2 separate regions of the Mus musculus genome follow, and region 2 is linked to region 1. Evidence: chromatin contacts called from public promoter capture Hi-C data. All regions are on one chromosome and are shown on one strand. The core of a region is the stretch at or near the end of the contact, and the rest is flanking DNA. Distances in the headings are between cores, read along the strand shown. Region 1 holds the start of Prss55 (protease, serine 55). Region 2 has its middle 9.2 kb from the start of Gm36924.

The links. Promoter capture Hi-C pulls out the DNA fragments that hold promoters and counts their contacts.
Region 2: a contact with region 1 is called in a promoter capture Hi-C map of hippocampal neurons, with 4 times the contacts expected there. The contact joins the enhancer-like site here to the promoter of Prss55 in region 1. A contact is called at or near these places in 2 of 39 promoter capture datasets (embryonic stem cells and hippocampal neurons), 1 of 484 Hi-C or Micro-C datasets (cortical neurons), 1 of 115 datasets of contacts at active chromatin or transcription factors (embryonic basal ganglia) and 2 of 9 other capture datasets (macrophages and pancreatic islet).

What each region holds. Positions count from the first base shown.
Region 1 is chr14:64,082,356-64,088,775 of GRCm38.p6, forward strand. Prss55 (protease, serine 55) reads right to left here and starts at 3,055. Exons shown (of 5, transcript NM_001379522.1): 1 at 2,859-3,055. The coding sequence starts at 2,961. It also overlaps a transcript of Prss51 not described here.
Region 2 is chr14:64,612,174-64,618,588 of GRCm38.p6, forward strand. No RefSeq gene overlaps it. Among named protein-coding and RNA genes, the nearest start is that of Gm36924, 9.2 kb to the right of the region's middle. Within about 2 kb of position 4,303, at least 3 of the 459 cell types and tissues checked have an H3K27ac peak or open chromatin away from gene starts, as enhancers often do. A contact at or near this core is called in hippocampal neurons, where this site is marked.

The DNA of each region.
Region 1 (6,420 bases), core at 1,805-4,304:
TATCAAGCTTGGGAAGCAATGACAGGTATATCCCAGGTTCACACACACACACACACACACACACACACACACACACACACACACACACACACACGAGGAGAGAGAGAAATAAAAAGCTCAGAGGCAGAGGTGAGTCCATTCAAAGCAGAGAGATGCAACAGTGCTGACACCCAGGAAGTAAGCAAGCCACTCAATACCAGAGACGGGACACTGGCAGTTCTCCTCCAGTGTGCACACAGGACATGGCCTTCCTGTCCACCCTTGCCTTCACCCTCAGATCCCCAGGCCGCACTTCTACCCTACAGACCAGTGAGAAAAAAAAACGTTGTGACTTAAATCACTTCGGCTGTGCAGATGTTACTGAAGCCCTGGATAACAGAGAGGTGCACAAGAGCCCTGGAGGCCATGGAAAGTGCCAGAACCCACTAGAAGCCTTTATTATTGCTGACTGGTCCATGTGGAATGGTTATGTCACTGGGCATCTGGGAACAAAGACTGCAGCTGCTGATCTGTGATGGAAAGTTGAGATTTAGCAATATATGTCACAAACCTTAAACTGTCATAACAAATATCTTCTTCGGTGCTTTTGGCCTTGAAACTATTTTTTTGTTCACTAGACACACTCACAGTGCTCACCTTGAGTCTGGCACTGTTTCCGGAGCAGTGGAAACCTGAACTCATCTTAATTTCCATGATCACACTGAAGCAAAGCTACCCCAGACACAGGCCATACGGCCTGATCAGGGGCCTAACCAGACCCCCTGCTCCTCAGTACTCTGGACTAATTGTTTGCGCTCTCTCTCTCTCTCTCTCTCTCTCTCTCTCTCTCTCTCTCTCTCTCTCTCTCTCTCTCTCTCTCTCTCCTCCCTATGAATCACTTCTTCAAGTCAAGCCTCCTCCAACCTGGTTCCAGCCCTGGCCATTCCTCATTGTCTATGCAGGTGTCTCTATTGCTTTAAGGTGACAACGGCTGGTTTCAGAGTGCTTCTGTCTGCTGCTGACCCCAGAATGCCAGTTCCAGGTGGAGAAAACACCATGCTTGTCTTGGTGATACTGTGTCCTGTGGGTGGGACTGTGCCTGTCCCAGAGAGGAACTCAACAACCTGGAGACTCAATTGGCTGGCTGACAGATTCTATACAAGGACCATCTTAAAGGGGAAAATCTGTATATTGGAAGATGTACCCAGCAATGGGATTCTTAACAGCACCAGACAGAAGAAACGCTGATGTTACGAAAGCTGTGCTCTGAACTGTTTCTCAGTCATGAAAATGAGGCTCATGGGGAGTTTCCAAGGATGTGGGGGAGGTTCTCATGACAGGAGCTTGAGTAAAAAGATCAGGATGAAAATCAGATTTGAACTTGGGAGGCAGGGGCAGGCGAATCTTTGTTCGAGGTCAGCCTGGACAGACAAGTTTATACAGAGAAAACCTGTCTCAAAAACAAACAAACAAAATTAGATTTGAGGGGTCAGAGAGATGGCTCAGTGGGTAAAGTCTAACCCTAACCCTGCCAGCCCTGACCTTCTGAATCCTATTCCAGGGGAACTAAATGGTATGAGGGGGCAGCTGACTCCCACAAGCTGCTCTCTGATCTCCACATGTGTGCTGTGAGGCACACACACACACACTTAACACACACTCGACACACACTAAATTAAAATATAATAACTAAAATATAATATTTGAGACTTGTATGGTTTATCTTGTTAAAAATATATATGTACAAGCATGGGAGCAAATATCATGATAATGACAGAGACAGGCTTGACTGGCTGGCCTCCACTCTGATGCTGCTGCAGAACTTGCTGGGGGCACAGGTTCTGGGCAGACATCAGAGGCTGAATTCTGACTTGTGGTTGCCTTATCCAATGACTGGAGGGAACACTACTTTCCCTTGCTTATCTCCTGTCCTTTCACCTCTCAAATGGGCATAAAGCACTCCACCCCTTTAGGCTAGCACATGGATCAATAGTGATGAGGTGCCCCTCAAAGTGTTCTGCACAGAGCAAAATCTGCAAGTCCCAGTTGCTTCAGGATTTCTCAGATCCACTTTGCACCAAAGTCCTCGTAGGACCGGCAGACAAATCCCACTGTCCACATTCTTAATTCCAAGAACAAACCACAATTCCAGTGTGGCAGCAGATAGACCACAAAGCGGGGGACAATGACAGCGGCTCCACTGTGAGGAGTCATTTGAGCAACTTGGAGCCTCTTCCCATTGGACTCTAGAGGGACCAGTTCTGCCAATGGCATCACCGAACCCTACTCTATGGAGTGGCCCTAGGACACACTGAAGGCGGAGAGACAGGCTGGCCCTGCTCAGAGGCATCGTGGAGAAGGCACAAGAAGGAAATCGGTGTGTTGCTCAGATTGGTACAAGTTGGGACATGCTGTGTCCTTAGGGAGCGCTTTGGGCTAATTTCCCCTGAAGCTGTAAACTAAGGCTGGATTGTGTAAGAGGAGGATGGGGGCTAAGCAGCAGAGTGGACTCACACCACTCTGAGTTCTGACTGTGGATGTGATATGACCAACAGCTCCAAGCTCCTAGCACTTAGACTTCTACCCATGATGGGCTTTAGGTTCAAACTGTGAACCAGAATAAATCCCTTTTTCCTTAAGTCGCTTTTGTCAGAGCACTTCATCAAGGAAACAGAAAAAATATTAAGTCACTTGGCTGGTTCCTGGCCTAAGATCTGGGTATATCCCTTTTCATTGCTATTGATAAGGTAGAACTCCAGGATTAGACAGGTCACCCGTAAGAGGGGTGTAAGTGATCTCTACTCTTGGAGGTGATCTCCTGGTGGCTGTTAGCTAACTCATGGGTCATATCCACTGTCTCCTTTGTCCTTAATGCTCACCACATATTGATAGGATGAAGGGAGGCGAGGAGAGCAGGTATCCTGACTGACCTGCCCGGGTCAGCAGCTCTGGCCAGAGGGAGAGGAGTCCACATACCAACATTTGCTTCCAGGGTGTGGGCAACAAGTAGCAGGATGGAGGGCAGGATCATGGCTCTGGCTGTGCTGTGTGTTGGAGGCCAGGCTGACAGAATAGTGTCAACTGGCAGCTCAGACTCCCTAAGCTGGCCAGGCTGCCGATGTCATAATGGCTGTGTTGAGAACTCATATAAAGTCATGAAGGCTCCTCTTGAGTCCCTTTCTTTCTGTGGTGGCTCACTCAGGACTTCATCCATTTCTCCTTGGAATTTCTGGTACAGCTGGCCTGACCTTCATCCTGATCACCCATCCCTCTGTGAACACTTGGCTTTTGGTCCCCTTTGTAACTAATTCTTAAGTTTCATGGGCTTCCCTTTTGAGGGAGCCTATCACATTGGGGCATACCCATGGAAGTCAGGTGAGTCTGGCAAATTGACTGCCAGACTAGATGAGCATTTCGAAGACAGGAATTCTTGTAGAAAAAGTAGCTCTCAGATTTTCAGCCCCTCTGGCATACAGATAGCCACAGTTGAACTACCTAGCCCACATTATATAAGTGGATCCAAATCCCATTTTTGATACATATGTAGTCATTCTATTAGTTATGTTCCTCAGAAGAACCCTGACATACATATCACCTATTACCACAACAGCTCTTCATGTCCCAGTGGGTGGAAAAGCAGATTCTATGAGCAGAGCCACGAGACTCAGCCATGCAGACTGAGCTCACACAGTTCCACACAGTCTGGCCTCAATAGAGCACAGCTTCTTGTCATGACTCCCTATAGGGGTCACTGAGCGGAATGTGGGGGTTGTGGGAACTTGAGCAACAGTGGATTGAAAGAGTAGTGACCTGTGAGGTATTTCTGGTAGAGCTCATTGTGTGCTCTTTGGTGACTTGGTCATGTCTGTGGTTTTGAACATGTCACATGTATGCTCTGCATTGTGTGTGCTATGTTTCACATTGTCAACACTGTTTCAAACTCAGATTCAAGACTACTGCATGTGTGTTCACTGTGGTGTGTTTGCTACACATATAGTTTTCTACTCTTACAAAAAGCTTTGTGATGGGAAATGGAGACCTGTAGTATTTCCCTACCATTGTTCCTCTGCATGTAAGTACCATATTTGGATATAATATTTGGATTATATAGGGCAAGAATATTTGATTTTTGAAAATTGCTGATCAAGATATTGAGTTTCACAAATTGTTCAGTGAATTTTGGCTTGGGATTAGGACAATCTCCAATGACTTCTGAAAAGATCTATTTATCTGACATTTTGGACTATGTTCATGTGAAGTGGCATTCTTGGTAATGAGGGTTATAAAATCAAAAATATTAATCAATGTTGAAAACCAAATGGTCAGCTAAGAATTTTTTTTTGAGACAGAGTCTTGCTATGTATCCTGGCTGTCCTGAAACTCATTGTGTAGACCAGACTATCCTAAAAAAAAATCACAGATATCCATCTGCCTCTGCCTCTGCCTCCGCCTCTGCCTCCTCTGCCTCCTCTGCCTCCTCTGCCTCCTCTGCCTCCTCTGCCTCCTCTGCCTCCTCTGCCTCCTCTGCCTCCTCTGCCTCCTCTGCCTCCTCTGCCTCCTCTGCCTCCTCTGCCTCCTGAAACATGAAATTAAAGCACTAGTACCATATCTAACAAGATATAATTCTTTATATGAAACTAAGTAAGCTTACCCACCTTTCTAGTATATAATTTTGCTTTCACCTTTAGTAAATGGTAAAATCATGTGTATCCCAAAGAATTGTTCAAAACAAATTATACTAATAAAGGATATATATACATATATGTATGTATATATATTATATTTTGATGAAATAGTATCATAGAAAACGTGTTAAAATGTGGTGGTTTGATGAGCATAGTCCTCATGGGCTCATATATTTAAGTGTTTGGTTCCCAGGTCGTGGAACTGTTTGAGAAGGATTGAGAAGGATGGTTTTGTTAGAGTAGGTGTGGCCTTGCTGGAAGAAGTGTGTTACTAATATGGGCTTTGAAGTTTCAAAAGATGCCTATGTCAGAGGCCCAGTCTCCCTCTCTCTGCCTGCTACCATAGAATCAGGATGTAAATTCTGAGCCACTGATCTAGCGCTATAACTGTCTGCCTGCTGCCACAATGCTGCCATAAAGGTCGTAGACTAACCCTCTGAAACTGTTAGCAAGTCCCCACTAAATGCTTTCTTTTATAAGTTGCCTTGGTCATGGTGTCTCTTCATATGTAACTAAGGCAAGAAGCCTGCCATAGACTATAGTGAGCTGCTAACCCCTCCTTCCTAGAATTGGGTGAGCATTAGAATCAAAGTAGAGAGAACAATTTTAGGGCCTGAAAGAACTTGCAGAAACACAAAAGATGTTACAGAATAAGACATGTGACATAGGCTTTCCATTGCTGTGAAGAGACCAAGGCAACTCTTATAAAAGACATTTAATTGGGGCTGGCTTACAGGTTGAGAGGTCCATTATCATCATGGTGGGAAGCATGGTGGCATCCAGGCAGGCATGGCACTGGAGAAGCTGAGAGTTCTACGTCTTGTTCTGAAGCCTGACATCCAAACAGCTAGAAGCCCACCCCACAGTGACATACTTTCTCCAACAAGGTCACACCTACTCCAGCAAATGTCATACCTCCTAATAGTGCCACTCCCTGGGCCAAGCATATTCAAACCATCACATGTCACTTGAGGATAGATGTCTGGCTGATGCTCCACAGGCATCCTCTAAGTGATGTCACCAAAGTCCTAACCAGTGATCTTCTGACTCCCAAAGAGCAGCCTGGGCATTGTTGAGAAAAGCATAGAAAAGGACAAAAATTAGTGAAGCATTTTTCTGTTGCTTGTTCTTTTGATACAGTGTTTTCCACTGTGACCTAGACTGGCTTGAACTCACCAAATGGCCTAGCTTCACCTTGAATTCCCAGCAATCCTGTCTCAGCCTTCTGAGTGCTGGAATTACAGGTGTGAGCTACCATTAAAAATGACTTTTTAAATTTATGTATACCTCATGTAATGTCTGGGACATTTGAAGAATAAAATGATATTATCTGACATTCCCATTTGGCTGATGTTCCATGTTTTATTTGGGAGCCCTGTGTGAAGACTTACAGGCTTAGCCTGCAGATTTTGATCCAGTGAGTTCGGAGGACTGAAGTGGGGCAAGGAGTCCCTTGCCCCAAACACATCCCAAATCTGTTTCTGTATGCCTCTAGTAGCATTCCAGGGTCTAATGCTGGCTTAGACCTGGGAAATCCAGAGTATGGCTGGCTGACCACCTCCAGCTGAGAGGGATGCAGCTGGGTAGAGTCTTCCCTTAACCCCTAGGTTGTCTGGGGACCCAATGGGTGCTAGTAAGGGAGAGACACTTGGAATAGTCCTAGGGTACATCCTAACAGCTTCCAGGAAGACAAAGGGAGTCTTTAGAAAGAGCGCCCAGGAGATATACCTATAGATGCTTGGAGCTGAGAGGAAAA
Region 2 (6,415 bases), core at 3,053-5,552, 530 kb after region 1:
CAGTTCCCATGGCTTTTTCACAGTTCACTCTTGCTGTTTTGCAGCACTGGGGTCTAAATTATTCACAGAGGATAAAACATCTATTTTGGGGTGATTCCTATCACATTTCACGGCGACTGCTTCCATTTTTAAAATAGCCTCAAGTGTGACTATTAATCAGGATATCATTAAAAATAATATGTGTCAGGATGACAGTCACTCTGCCCCACAAATGATGTCACCAGCGTTGAATTCCCGAACAATAGGGCATTCACCAGCGACAGCAGGACCCCAGGTAAGGGGCTTCCGGAGGGTGGAGTGTGCCCTTCATCTCTCCAACACTGAGCTGCTGGGATGGTACGGGAATGAGAGAAGTCAGCAACTGTCCGTGGGATTTGCTTTAAAATTTGCACATCCTCATATCCAGGATCCTGTTGTGGAAGAGTGTGGCTCTCTATGACACCATAGCCCAAGTTAGAAATATTGGGGGTGGGCTGGTGAGATGGCTCAGTGGGTAAGAGCACCCGACTGCTCTTCTGAAGGTCTGAAGTTCAAGTCCCAGCAACCACATGGTGGCTCACAACCATCTGTAACAAGATCTGACTCCCTCTTCTGGAGTGTCTGAAGACAGCTACAGTGTACTTACATATAATAAATAAATAAATCTAAAAAAAAAAAAAGAAATATTGGGGGTTAGAAGATGGCTCAGTAGGTAAAACGGCTTGCTGTGAACGCAAGAGGACCTGAGTTCCAATCCCTACCACCCAAGTAAAAGCTGTGCATGGACACACACGCTCATAAACCTAACATTTTGGGGAGTAGATCCCAGAAACTCATTGGCCAGCCAACCTAGCTGAAAGGTAAAAAAACATTGGACCAAGAATTAAGATGAGGGCTGAAGCCTGGTCTAGAGTGAGTTTCAGGACAGCCAGGGCTATACAGAGAATACCCTGTCTCAAAAAAAAAAAAAAAAGAAGAAGAAGAAGAAGATGAGGGCTGGAGAGATGGCTCAGCGGTTAAGAGCACTGGCTGCTCTAATCTGAGGTCCTCAGTTCAATTCCCACCAACCACATGGTAGCTCATAACCATGTATAATGAGATCCAGTGCCCTCTTCTGGTGTGTCTGAAGACAGTGAGTGTTGTGGATGTGCTGTTCTTATGAACCAAACACCTAATGAATAAAGACGCTAATCACTGGGCGAGTAGGCAGGACTTCCAGGTTGGAGGGAGGAAAAGAGGAAGAAGGTGGAAGTTAGGTTCTTCTTTTGAATGGGACAGCAGAAAGATGTAGCTGCTAGAGCTTCCTCCGTATCATGGCAGATTCGCCACCAGAGGAATCAGGTGTGTGTGTGTGTGTGTGTGTGTGTGTGTGTGTGTGTGTGTGTGTGTGTTGTTTTTTCGAGACAGGGTTTCTCTGGTTTCTCTGGATAGCCCTGGCTGTCCTGGAAAGCACTCTGTAGACCAGGCTGGCCCCAAACTCAGAAATCCGCCTGCCTCTGCCTCCCAAGTGCTGGGATTTAAAAGTGTGCGCCACCACACCCGGCTAGGAATCAGATTTTAATAAGGCTTACAAGATTAGGTTTTAGTTGTTGCACCCAGAGATTGAGTTACCATTGTTTCTGAACTAAGTTTGTGTTGCGTTTTCCTTCACGCCGAGGCTCGTCTGGGTTCAAGAGAGAAAGGTACAGCGGCAAAGCGTGGGTTTGCCTGAGGTGTTCCACAAAGGCCATTGGGGATTTGAAGAACGGGGTTGGCGTAACAACTTGCCAGTGGGAACCTAGTGAGCTGAGTAGAGAGATTTTGGAGTTCAGAGTCAGAATCTCCACGAGATAAAAAACTGGTCAGCGCATGGCCAGCCAGGTCTCTGAGGCTGAGAGTTGCTGGCACTAGAATGGCAATGTGCTGGTTCCTTTTTTAATATTTCCCTCAACAAGTGACAGCGTATTCATATACATTAAATAGAGAATACATAAATAAATAGAATTAGGATGAAGAGAATCCTAATAGAATCCAATAGAAGACCCCCCAAAGTCCTCCTGTGACTTCTGCATGCACCACACACACACACACTCACAAGAATGCTTCCTAGTATCTTAACGCATGAGTATTTTGCCTGCAGGGGTGTGTGTGTGTGTGTGTGTGTGTGTGTGTGTACCATGTGCATGCTTGGTGCTTACTGAAGTCAGAGGAAGTCATCAGATCTTCTGGAACTGGCATTACAGATGATTGTGAGCCACCCTCTGCATGTTGGGAACCAAACCTGATCCTCTGCAGAAGCAACAAGTGCTCTTAGCCACTGAGCCATCTCTCCAGTCCCCGATTATTGCATTTAAGCATGTATATTTCTGTGACTTCCCTCTTGGAGAAAAGTCAGTGTCGCTTGTCCCTCTCTACCTTTCCCTGACACCAATGTTTTTTTGAGTTGGATTCTTAAAAAGATTCTCTTGCCGTTGTAAAAAAAAAAAAAAAAAAAAAGACAATTTTTCATTTCTTACTGAGTATCTCCCGAAATTGATTTCTGCAGTTCTATCTAAAAATTAAATAATTAATCTTTCTCTTGGGGTGTGCTTCTCTCCCACCCCTTCCCCTCACCACTCTCTCTTCCCTCCCCTTGTGTGTGTGTGTGTGTGTGTGTGTGTTATCTGTATGTGTGTGTTATCTGTGCTATGTACCTGTGTGCTTACTTATGGAAACCGGAGGTTCATGTGTTCTTTCTCTATTCTCTCCACCTTAGTCTTTGAGACAGGCTTCCTCACCGAACCTCGTACTCACTACCTGGCTGGTCAGGGAGCTGCAGGACCTTCCTCTCTCCGCCCTTCCCAGCAGGGCTTGGGTTACCAATATTTGCATGCGCACACAGAGATTTCCCTGGACCGTGGGGCTCCAAACTCAGATCCTCATGCTTGAGCCCTGAGCATTGACCTACAGAGCCATCTCTCCAGGCCAAGGCAGTGCCTCTGCACTGTGCCATCCCGGAGAGCCATATGCATGCCACTAACCAGGCAAGAGGTCCAAAGCGTACTCGAAAATCTTTAAGTCATAAAACACTGGGGGCATCACAGCATGCAAACAAAATCCAAAGCCCTAGAGTCAGAAAAATTAGATTTAGCCCCCCCTTTCTGGTACCCAACCATGGTGACGTGGCTGAGTTCTTTTTCTTACTGGCTAAACTCCAATGATAATTTCAATTTCAAGGTTGCTTGGGGTCAAATGCAGTGATGTGTATAAAGGGCTGAATTATAATTAGTATTTAATAACTCTAGGGTTCTTTCTAAAGGTTGTTAAGTATGGTGTGTGTGTGTGAGAGAGAGAGACAGACAGACAGACAGACAGACAGACAGACAGAGAGACAGAGAGAGAGAAAGAGAGAGAGGTGGTATGGTGGAGGTATGGATGTGAGTGTGGATGTGTGATATATGTATATATGATGTGTATATATAGTATGTGTGGAGTGTGTGTGTGGTGTATATGGGATATATGTGTGTGGTGGTGGCGTATGTGTGTATTTATGTGTGGGTAGTATTAGTAACAGAAACATTTACCCTGAAAATTATTATGTTGAACAGATTTACTTTCATTGAAAAGGATAGAATCGGCCGGGCAGTGGTGGTGCACGCCTTTAATCCCAGCACTTGGGAGGCAGAGGCAGGCGGATTTCTGAGTTCGAGGCCAGCCTGGTCTACAAAGTGAGTTCCAGGACAGCCAGGGCTACACAGAGAAACCCTGTCTCGAAAAAACAAAAAAAGAAAGAAAAAGAGAAGGACAGAATCACCTTCTTTCCTAGGCCGACAACGGACATCGGCACAAAGTTGGAGTACTGCAAGCATTATTTTTGACTATCCATAAGCCACCAAAAAAATATGTGTTATCTAAGTTATAGCTTCAAACTAAGATCTCTGCAAGTTATCTGCAGTGTGCAAAGAAGATTGGCAGCCCACGGATGCTCCTGGCCTCATCTGCCGGAGCTTGAGGACAAATAGAGTATCTCAGAACACCAGATGACTCCCCAGATCGCTTGCCTCCTGTGCTGGGGTAAACCCGAGCGGCTTCTTGTAATCTCTGGGCTAGGAAACAGCACCCTTGGGTCTGCTCTTGAGCACGGACCACGGTAATTTTAAATACAAGGCAGCGCTTTACAATCAAACAAACCCAGATGGACAGCTCGCCCCAAGCCAGCTCTACAACCAGGACACAGATTTGTAAAGGAAAAGACAGCCAAGGCAGTTACAAAAAAACGAAAACAACCAGGGAACAAAGAGTCCCAGACTAGAAAGCCATCTAGCATTCTGCTACCCACTAAGCAGCGCATGCGCGTTGGGTTGGCAGACACCGGCTGGAGAAGGACTATAACCTGAAGGCCGTCCACAGTGGGGAGGACTATGCTCCCTCACAGCCCATTCCATCTTTTCTCTGTCCTGTCAAACATGAGGACCCCCTTTTACCAACAAGGTAGGACAAACGCAGACACGGGTTGTCTGAGACGTTCGTTCCTCTGAAACACTGCAGCTCCAGACTCTTATCAGTCTAGTCCTGATAGGCCTTCTACCTGTCTAACTTGCAAGCGCTCACTGTTAAACCATGTGTCTGTTGACCAAATATTTTTGTTTGTTGATTTTGAGACTGGTCTTGATTTCACTACAACCAAAGATAACTCTGTCTCCTGAGTGCTGCAATTACAACTTGTGCTCTTCCAGAGGACCCAGGTTCAATTCCTAGAACCCACAAAGTGGATCACAACCAACTGTAACCCCAACTCCAGGGGATCTAATGGCTTCCTCTGACCTCCAAAGAGGCATGGTGCACAAACATATATACAGGCAAAACACCCATACACATAAAATACATTTTTAAAAAAAATAAATACTTAAGGGACTTGAGAGATGGCTCAGCAGTTAAGAGCACTGACTGCTCTTCCAGAGGTCCTGAATTCAATTCCTAGTACCCATATTGTGGCTCACAACCATCTATAAAGGGGTCTGATGCCCTCTTCTGGCATGCAGGTATACACACAGATAGAGTACTTGAGTACAACAAAAAAGTACATAAATTAAACAATATTTTTAAAAGTTAAATAGCTAAGAGGTTGGAGCAGCTCAGTGTGGTGGCAGACACACTTGTTTGTTTGTTTGTTTGTTTGTTTGTTTGTTTCTGTAGGGTCTCTCTACATAGTCCTGACTGTCCTGGAACATATATATTATGTACATCAAACTAGCCTAGAACTCATGGAGATCTACCTACGTCTGCTTCCAAATGCTGAGATTAAAGGCATACACTGCCAAGTGGAGGCTGGTGGTCCACTCCTTTAATCCCAGCACTCAGATGTAGAAGCAGGTTGATCTCTGCATTCAAGACCAGTCTGGTCTATATAGCAAGTTCTGAGGTTGCATTGTAAGGTCCTGTCTCAAAAAGAAGAAAGAAAAGAAGAAAAAAAAAAGGAATGGAAAGGAAAGAAGAGAAGAGAAGAGAAGAGAAGAGAAAAGAAAAGAAAAGAAAAGAAAAGAAAAGAAAAGAAAAGAAAAGAAAAGAAAAGAAAAGGGCCCCATAGCACCCTTGGATAGCAAAGGCATTTATTTGGTGGTGCTCTCTAACACATTCTTTGACACATGTTGCAGGGGAGAGATGAAGTGGTTTCAGCAAAACAACGTGTGTTAGGGAAATGGAAATGCTGGCTCAGACCAACAACAGAGGGGAGTTAATGTCATTTCCCCCATCGACCAGATTGTATGCCTTTCTGTGGGGTAGGGACCCTGTCATACAGTCTATGAATCCCAATACTGACTAACATTTCTGCTGCTCTTTAAGTAATTCCAAACTTAACTTGACACCTCAAATCGAACCATGTGGAACAAACTCCCTCTTCCTCACTCTCACACCCACATCCTGCTAATTACAGGACAGTCAGTGATGTAATGAAACAATGGTCCAACCCAGTCTCCAAACCTAGCCAGCCCCTGGTCAACCCTACCTGGGTTACTATGACACTCCCTTCTCTTCCTCACAGAATCCTGGGTGGGGGGGACATATTTCAAGTCTTCCTAGACCTTCCAGGATGCATCACCTATCCTAATCGGACTTATTGCATTGTATGGGTGCCAGCTATAAATCCCTTTTGACCTCCCATGATTCTCAGTTCTGCCCTCGAAGGTGCAGTGTCTTTTTCCTGCTCTTATCTCTCTGTCTACACTGGGTCCAGAACACAACAAATGTCAGGAATGGTGTGTTAAAAGACACTTACAAATTTTTAAATGTGTATTAAAAAAGAAAACCATAGCCAGCTGTAGTGGAGCACACTTAATCCCAGCACTCAGGAGACAGGTGGATCATTGTTAAATTGAACACTATCCTGATCTACAAAGTGAGTCCCAGGACAGCCAAGACTACATAGAGACCCTACCTTAAAGAAGGAAGAGGAGGATGAGGAGGATGAGGAGGAGGA